3 separate regions of the Mus musculus genome follow, and all the other regions are linked to region 2. Evidence: chromatin contacts called from public HiChIP or PLAC-seq data. All regions are on one chromosome and are shown on one strand. Each heading gives the region's core, a stretch centred on a gene start, on an enhancer-like site or on the middle of the called end of the contact. The rest is flanking DNA. Distances are from core to core; before and after follow the strand shown.

The links. HiChIP or PLAC-seq counts read pairs in DNA pulled down with a chosen protein or histone mark.
Region 1: an H3K27ac HiChIP or PLAC-seq map of VIP interneurons shows a contact between it and region 2, with 7 times the contacts expected there. The contact joins the enhancer-like site here to the promoter of Tmem132b in region 2. A contact is called at or near these places in 5 of 484 Hi-C or Micro-C datasets (the AtT-20 cell line, liver, olfactory sensory neurons and 1 more), 3 of 115 datasets of contacts at active chromatin or transcription factors (SST interneurons, VIP interneurons and neural progenitor cells) and 1 of 9 other capture datasets (embryonic stem cells).
Region 3: a contact with region 2 is called in an H3K27ac HiChIP or PLAC-seq map of VIP interneurons, with 6 times the contacts expected there. The contact joins the enhancer-like site here to the promoter of Tmem132b in region 2. A contact is called at or near these places in 7 of 484 Hi-C or Micro-C datasets (cerebral cortex, cortical neurons, embryonic stem cells and 2 more), 5 of 115 datasets of contacts at active chromatin or transcription factors (SST interneurons, VIP interneurons, embryonic forebrain and 2 more) and 1 of 9 other capture datasets (embryonic stem cells).

The regions. Positions count from the first base shown.
Region 1 is chr5:125,945,521-125,948,298 of GRCm38.p6, reverse strand. All of the region lies in intron 1 of 1700048F04Rik (RIKEN cDNA 1700048F04 gene), which reads right to left. Among named protein-coding and RNA genes, the nearest start is that of 1700048F04Rik, 18 kb to the right of the region's middle. Within about 2 kb of position 1,313, at least 2 of the 459 cell types and tissues checked have an H3K27ac peak or open chromatin away from gene starts, as enhancers often do. A contact at or near this core is called in VIP interneurons, where this site is marked.
Region 2 is chr5:125,530,764-125,533,844 of GRCm38.p6, reverse strand. Tmem132b (transmembrane protein 132B) reads right to left here and starts at 1,427. Exons shown (of 9, transcript NM_001190352.1): 1 at 1,155-1,427. The coding sequence starts at 1,215.
Region 3 is chr5:126,006,888-126,009,706 of GRCm38.p6, reverse strand. No RefSeq gene overlaps it. Among named protein-coding and RNA genes, the nearest start is that of Gm40329, 33 kb to the left of the region's middle. Within about 2 kb of position 1,561, at least 14 of the 459 cell types and tissues checked have an H3K27ac peak or open chromatin away from gene starts, as enhancers often do. A contact at or near this core is called in SST interneurons, VIP interneurons and cortical neurons, where this site is marked.

The DNA of each region.
Region 1 (2,778 bases), core at 64-2,563, 410 kb before region 2:
TGACTCTAGGTCAGTGTCACGTTGACCCCGGAAGCTGACTATGACAACTGGTGTCCTGAATCTGAGATGCTTAGCCAGTGTGCAGCAGGTGGTAGAAAATCCATAAACTCTACCACAGAAATCTGTGTGAGTGAAGAAGAGAAGATACACAGAAAACTGCAGAAAGAAGCAAAGCGGAATGTGCTAGTCGCTGTGTTGTTGCGAGGACAACACACCTGATAAAAAGCAACTTAAGAAAGAATGCATTTGTCTCGGCTCACAGTATGAGAGCACAGTCCATCATGGCAGGGAAGTCGTGATGGCAGAAGCGTGAAGCTGCTGGTGGTGTGTCATCCACAGTACGGAAACAAAGAAATGTATGTTTAGTTCATCTGTAGGGAAAACAGGATGGTGCGAAAGACAGAAAAACGGAGACAATCCTTTTGAAGAAAGAAGAATAAAGTCCAACATGTTGCCCACTAGTTCTTTTTTTTTTATTACGTGTGTGTGTGTGTGTGTGTGTGTGTGTGTGTGTGTGTGTGTTTTCCACAGAGAGCTTGTGGAAGCCAGAACACATCTAGAAGTTGGTTCTCTCCTTCCTCTATGTGTAACAGGGTCAAACTCAGGTCATGAGGCTTGGCAGTAAGTGCCTTTAACCACTGAGCCATCATTGGTTTTCATTTTAACTGTAGATTCTGGGTGTGTCTAACTTGAGGCCTGCACAGATAATGAGCAGGTAATGTATATCACGGTGACCAGTGGCACTTTGTAGTTGGAGAAGGATGAGCCTGGCAGCAGGCAGGTTCGGATTGCCACACAGTTCACCAGAGGAAGAAAAGAAATGGTGGATTCAAAGCTCAGCATCCATCAAGTACTTCTTTGCTCATGGCCACCAGCCTTGGCAGCATAGAGACTCCCTTTTTCCAGTGTAACCCTGCTGACCACTATTCTGTTTCTACAGAGGAAGGTTTGGTTTGCAGGTGGAGCTGAGCACTCAACTCCCTTACAAACATCTCTGAAGCACTCGCTCTGCCAGGCACCATGCCCTGCGCTTAGCATGCAGGTTGGCCATTCATTTAATTCTCCCCACGAAACCATGGCACAGGGACTATGATTGTGGAAGGTGTATTAGCATCCCACAGCTTATATTTAATGTTAAGAATTCTCTGCCATCCAAACAAAATAGATGTACTCAAATAAAAAAATATACATAGAGAGAGAGAGACATCCCATAATTTGCACCTGTTTCTCTTTTGCTGACGGATAAGCACCCTGAGGATACCACTTGGCCACTCACTGCACTGTCACCAAGAGTGCTTCTGCACTCGCTTGGGCATCGCTGTGGGCAGAGAGCCACACCTCACACAAAAGGGGCCTCACTCAGAGGGGCAGATGAGCTTGTTAATGAAAGGGATGGAAATTGGAGCCTTAATGAGCTACTGTATCATAAATGAGTGCAAATTACATTGTCAGTCTATTTACAATTTCACATGGCATGAAGCCTTGTAATTATGTCTATTCAATTATTGCATTCAGAGGCCTTTTCAGTATGGGCCTCTCACCGTGGCCAAAACCCACTTGGAAGCTTCTGCATCCATGGACGTTAGAACCGGCTCCGCCAGGACCCTGCACCCAACACCTTGAAATAAAATGTGGTCGAGGGGCTGAGGAAGGATTGATGTTAGAAAACAGAAGCTTGGGCCCTGTGAGGTGGCTCAGTGGGTAAAGGTGCTTGCCACCAAGTCTGGCAGCCTAAGTTCGATCCCCGGAACCCACACAGTGAAAAAAGAGAACCAACTTCTACAAGTTATATTCTGACCTCCATACAGACATCATAGCATACTGATTGGCAGATAGATAGATAGATAGATAGATAGATAGATAGATAGATAGATAGATAGATAGACAGATAGATGATAAGGTGATAGATGATAGGTAGATGACAGACAGAGAGACAGACAGGTGTATGGATAGAAAGAAAGAAAAAAAGAAAGAAAGAAAGAAAGAAAGAAAGAAAGAAAGAAAGAAAGAAAGAAAGAAAGGAAGGAAGGAAGGAAGGAAGGAAGGAAGGAAGGAAGGGAAGGTAGGTGTATGGATTGATAGAGAGATAGATAGGTAGATAGATAGATAGATAGATAGATAGATAGATAGATAGATAGACAGACAGGCAGAGTTACTTTGAAAGACAGGAGTTCATTGGGAGACATCTTCTGAGAATGACAACATGGCCACCATGTAAACTTTGAATATCTGAGAAATCAGGTCAGCAAAATCCTCCCAAAGGGGGAAAAAATGGCTTGATATAAACTAAAACCAGATGTTTCTTCAAGATTTTAAAATCCATTTGGAGACAGGATCTTTTTTTTTTCTTCCCCTCATAAATGCTGTTAACATTTTGGTACATATTTCTAAATATGCGTATACCACCACATCAGGTCTTAAATATGAATGATAATTCTTACATCATCATATCACTGATACCTAGTAAAGTGGTGGATGCGTGTAATCTCGGCACACAGGAGACTGAGGCAGGAGAATTATAAGTTCCAGGCAAGCCTGGACTACAAAGCAAGACTGTCTTTGTTTGCTTTCTATTGTTGTGATAAGAAAATGACCAAAAGCAACTTGGGAAGAAAGGTGTTTATTTCACCTTATCAGGTTTGTTTTACTGTCAAGGAGGGAAGTTAGGGAAGAAATGCAAAGCAGAGGTCATGAAGGAGTCCTGCTTACTGGCTTGTACACCATGGCTTGCTCAGCCTGCTTTCTTATAGCACCCAGTACCACCAATCCAGGGGTGCT
Region 2 (3,081 bases), core at 178-2,677:
GGGGAAAGTCTTAGTAAATATTTGGGGTCACTTGAGGTCATCTAGAAGGAAGGCAATATTTACTTTTGCCTATGCACAGTCATCCTTCCAAACAAGTTGGCATCCAGGTTTACTCCTAAGTGCGACCTCACCCAGGCAGTCGGAGCCGCAAAGTTGAGGGTGCATTTTTCCTTCCGCGTTCTGGGTATCTGTACGGTCGGTTTTTGTTTTAAGGAATGGGAAGCGAAGCTCTCAGTCTAAAGCTACCTGCTCCCAAAACGTGGGCTTTAAAGGTCTGGAGAACACAGCCCTCATACGCACATGAACAGGGCTCGTGACTGTCGCTTCTTCCCAGCCTTTGGGATTGTCTCTACTTGCCTGGGGTGGGGGAGGGGGGTACTGTCATTTTAGGATAAGCTTCCTCTACAACCAACACGTAGCAACACCGAGGTGGCTGAACCTAGCCAACTCCATCCCAGGCTGCAAACAGCATATAACTGGCTATTCTGACTTCCCCCATTCGCGGGGTTTAGGCGACAGCTGCGCAGGTGCCAGTCTGGAGCCAGACTCCCGGATCCCGGGGCGAGGGCTCTGAACACCTTCACGTTAGACATCACTAGGTGCCTGAGCGGACCACGCTCCCGGGTCCTGCTAGACCACGTATGGGTCAGGGTGCTGGGACGACCCGCGCTTCCAGAGGGTGAGCGGCAGGGTCACCTGGCTGCCTGCGGAAGCTACTTTGGGAGACAGCGGGAGCCACTTGGGGGAGCGGGTAGCTTTGGGAGGCTGGAAACAGAGGGGCAACCAGGCGCGGGAAGGACTGCAGCCAAGCCAGACATGGCCAGCCCAGACGACCTCCAGGCCCCGCAGGTGTCCAGACAACAGGACAGCAATCCACGGACGCTGGGCCACTACATCTCCAGCAGACCCCGGGGCCCGGGTGCCAGGCAGCGTAAGGAGGGGTATTTCAGGGAGCCCTGCCTGTGGCTCCCGGAGCCCCAAAAGGATCCAAAGGGCAGCTGGGACTGGAGAGGAGGCAAAGGGGACGCGCGCGGGGTTTGGGCCGCCCGGGGCTCCCCAGACCCGCCAAGAGCAGGAGGCGGCGGCCGCCCGGGACTTGGGACCCAGGCAGCAACTTTGCGCGCGGGGTCGGGGAGGGGACGCGGCCGCGTTACCTGCGCAGCGGAGCGCGCTCAGCGCCAGCAGCAGCCCGAGCGACGCGGCCGGGGCCCGCATGGTCCTCCCGGGAGCCGGCGCCGGGCTCCGCTCGCTCCTGCGCCGCCGCCTCCCGCACCTCTCAGCTCCGCGCTCGGCCGCCGGCTGCAGACGGCGCCCGGGCTCAGCGCGCGCCCGCCCTGCACTTGGCCGGAGTTGCGCGGCCCCCGCCGGCGCCGCGGCTCCTGCGCCCCAGCGCGCGTCCCATCCCGCCGCCGCCTCGGCCAGCGCCAGCTGCCGGCCGCCCCTCCAGCCAGCGCGAGAGTGAGCGAGCCGAGCAGGGAGGAGGGGAGGGAGGAGGGAGGAGGAGGGGAGCAGCCAGGAGGGAGGAGGAGGGAGGAGGACAGGAAAGGAGGAGGAGGAGGGAGAAGGGGAAGGGAGGAGGAAGGAGGAGGGAGAGGAGGAGGAGGAATGGGGCTAGAAGAAGAGGGAGGAGGATGGAGTTAGGGAAGGAAGGAGATGAAAGGAGGAAAGGAAGGGGAGAAGAAGAGGAATAGGGAAGAGAGGAAGAGAGAGGAGGAACATACCCAGAGATGTTAAAGAATAGAAAAAGAGGAGGCAGGGAGGTGTCCTCCCCCCCCCCCAGTCCCCTCCCCTCCTCCGGGCCAAGACACCAGGCGGCCACCCAGCGGTTAAGCGTCAGGATGTGTCACTCACTCCCAGGGGAGAGCACAGGGCCGCCAAGGCCTGTGGAGACCCGAATAGGTAGTCGGGCAGGGACAGAGAGAGCGTTTAGAGTGCGGAGCGGGTTCCCAGGGAGTGTTGGGAGGGAGCGCAACGCTGGGCGTCCCCGGGGTTGAGAAGGCAAGCAAGCTACCGGAGAGGCCCGCAGAGGAGGCATCTGTGAGGGATAGATTGCTGCGCGCAGACTAGGGCACGTGATAGATGTGGTGTGGCCTGAGAGCCCGCAAGAGTATCTACCAGCCTCAGGCAGATCAGAGCGCTCTTTCTGTGCTAAGGAGTGGGGAGAGGAGGCACGGCTCCGCCACCAAGGCAGGTCGTCCGATATGTCCACGAAGTGGGCCAGGCTTCAGCCCGGCGTGGGAAGAGAGTCCCAGCTTACAGGGACCAAGAAACTACAGTCCCTTTGAATGCACAGCCTAGTCCAGGCGACAGGTTGAAACAGGGAAGCTCCGAGGTGCTTCTCTGAGAGGCCCTGGAAGTTCCCTTCACCAGGCTGCAAAGCCAGACAGAGGCTGTGGTGTCTAAACACCTGAATTAGAGTCTGGGTTCTGCTCAACCTGCCACCAGTTTCTGGTGTCCTGGCTTGGCGTAGAAAAATGGGTCAGAAGCCGGGAGTGGTGGCGCACGCCTTTAATCCGAGCCCTCGGGAGGCAGAGGCAGGCGGATTTCTGAGTTCGTGGCCAGCCTGCTCTACAAAGTGAGTTCCAGGACAGCCAGGGCTATACAGAGAAACCTTGTCTCGAAAAACCAAAAAAAAAAAAAAAAAAAAAAAAAGAAAAAGAAAAAGAAAAAGAAAAAGAAAGAGAGAGAGAGAAAGAAAGAAAGAAAGAAAGAAAGAAAGAAAGAAAGAAAGAAAGAAAGAAAGAAAGAAAGAAAGAAAGAAAAAAAGAAAGATGGGTCAGACCTCAAATCAGTCAACAGGGATGATGCAGACTGTGGCCCAGCATCCTTAGTTGAGAACCCAGGGCAGGCAAAACTCATAATCCTCCAAAGAGCCTCAATTTCCCAACCTGAGACATAAAGTCAGGGCAGCCTCTAGCTGGTATTCCCAGGAATGCACACAGGAAACCCCTGACCCGATCCGCCAAGGGTAACACCCTCATGCTCGCTGCAGCCGTTATCACCGTGTCTGATTTGCCTCCATGGGCGAGTATCAGCACACTCCGGCCTTCCCAGCTGGTGAGGGGGCTGGTGGACCTACTT
Region 3 (2,819 bases), core at 312-2,811, 480 kb before region 2:
ATTTCTCCTATCTATTGTCTGTACTAAATTAAGACAGTTTCTAAAAGTTTGCTATTCATTAGTTCACACTTCTGATGAAAAAATAAAATCCCGCTTCTACCCCCTCAGAAAGATCCATTCCTGGGAGTCACGGATGTAGAAAGAGAAAGGAGGATGAAGGACCAACAGTTATCTGTACCACATGGCAGCCAGGCTCAGAGATTAATCAGTCATGCCCACTCCATTCTGCAGAGACAGAAACTGACCATATCAGATCTAGCCAGCATTGACCTGTATGTCCCCTGCCTCTGCAGTCCAGTGCCCACTTGATCTGGGCTCAGTTCTCCTCAGGCTCCCTTCCCTACAGCCTAGGTGATCACTTTACTCTGCTCCCTCACTTGTGCAGATAAACTTGATCAACACCCTTCCTAAAAACTGGTGCTGCTGAGCTATTCTCCAATGTTATGAGTTGTCTCTAAGGTATTCGACCTTTAGAACCCAGACCAAGCACCCGTTATGCCAGTGCCACAGGATAGTATACTGAAGCCTAATTAAGAGCACCACATCTATACGACAACGTGAAAGCCAGCTGCCCACCGCTATCTCAGTGCCAGCAGTGGTGGTGTTGTGCCCTCCATGTTGGTCTGGCAGGGCTTGTTCTAAGGTACACAGCCATTTCCGGTTTCGCAGCTTTGCTTAACCTAGCCCTAGTGCGAGCTGGCATCCTATGGCACATCCCGCAAGAGCAGAGGGCAACACAATGGATTGGATTTTAAGTGTGGCTGGGACAGCCCATTCCAAGGACAGTGCTGGTCAGGATCTGCAGGGTGAGACTGGCCAGAGTTCTCTATATTCCAGACCCGTACCTCCACATACATGAAGGACAAAAGCCAGCAGCCAGGGCTATCTGCTAGGCCTTCAGAAAGCTGGCTAGGCACAAGGAAAACTATTTGCAGTCTGGGGAAATAAATTAGAATATGCAAAGCTTATGAACACAATACCATTAACTCAGAAGATAAAAAGGTGCATAATTTGATAAGCCAAACATAAACGCCCTCCCTCAGCTTCTCAATTGCTATGTCTTTCTTCCCAACACAGTTCATCATTTTTATTGTGGTCGCCATGGTTTGTGGAAAGAGGAAATAATCTATATTTATAATGGGAAATGATTTGCATACATCATGCTTGCTATTCACGGTAACGAGGCCTTAGCGGAAGCCGATTCCAGCAGCTCCATATGAATGCAGGCAAGATAACCTGATACGCGCTCATTTTGCTGATGAAAAAAAAAAAGGAGCTACTCTCAAAGAGAAATCTGGAACAATTAAATAAATACTTTATTCTAATACTGATCAGTCTTCTCTGTCATAGAGACCTCTCCACCCCTGCCTAGGTCCTAGCTAATATCTCACTGTAAAGGAGTTGAAAAGGACCATCTATTTTTGCTCCTCAGTGACAGAATGGATTCATTTAAACAAGGGGGAAAACGTGCATGGCAGAGGCAGAAGTTCAGCTTTAGAGACCACGCCCTTCCCTACTTGTTTACAGAGATGAGGTATTCTGACATTTTAATGGTCCTTAAAAACCCATTCAGTTCATAATTTCAGCCCAAGTATGACTCATAGCAAGCTGTTTGCTTTTTAGCAGTCCTATCTTTGTGGATCTTTGAGTTTTGGCAGGGGGACAAAAAAAAAAATGAACTTGTGGATAAATCACCATGATTACAAATACTCTCTACTCCCAGCAAAATATCGGAAGTATTCCGGTTTCTCCCCTACCCATTGTTCTGGGGCTCAGAGCAGCACAATGTTAATTTTATAGACAAGAGAGCACTGCCACCAGGACTCAGGGAAGAATGAGGCTCCAGATGTTTGACAGCTGATCAGAGACTCTTTCCTCTCACACACATTCTGAGAAGATGATACTCCCAGTAACAATGCTTGAGATAAATCATGCCAAGCCACCGGTATCTGAGTGTGGGATACGATGGCACAGTTCCTCCCATTATTTCCTACTTGAAAATGTGTGAGGTTGACACTCATGTGTAATTTTGGAACACTTAAAAAAATAGCTATAGCTTGTCGTGACAGAAAGGTGCACATGCCGGAAGTGACCAATGAGTGATCATGAGGTGACTTGAAAGCCAAGAAACACTTGCTGCCCATCCCCTCTGCACCCTCCATTCCCCCAAGCACCCCCATTCCCACCTACTCAAGGATCCCACATCCTCATACTTCACACTGGTTCTGTCTGCACTGAACCTTGAGAACCTGGGATACGGTTGCCCAGCTTCTGTTCACAATAAGCAGGTAGAGCCATCCACCTGCTGTCGACACCAGGATACATCTACTCTCGTCACATATGATCTGTCTGAGAGCCCAGAATGCACTCTACCCCCCACCCCCACCATCAGCACATTTGGGCTGGGAATGATTTGAAGCTGTAAGAAAGCAATCATAGTCCATTTTCAGTATGCTGTGTACATAGAGCTCATGAGAACATTGCAGGCAAGCAGGAGGCACTGGGCCCCGTCTTCCCTAGAGGGCAGCTGCTGCCTGCTTGTCAGAGCCTTTCAGTTCATTCTAGGTTTACAAAGTTACAGGCATCCAGCACCTGACTGGACACGGTATTGTAGAAGGAGGAAATTTCAAGCCAAGGATATACGTTAGATGAAACTTTGCATCCTGAACCAACAGGACAGGCAATACTAGATACCAAGGGCATTGTTCCTTCACCAAGAACTTGGCCCATGAAGAATATAGTGTTTGTGTGTGTGTTTGTGTGTGTGTGTGTAGTAAGAGGTGGGGACAGTGGGCTGTGTGTGTGTGTGTGTGTGTGTG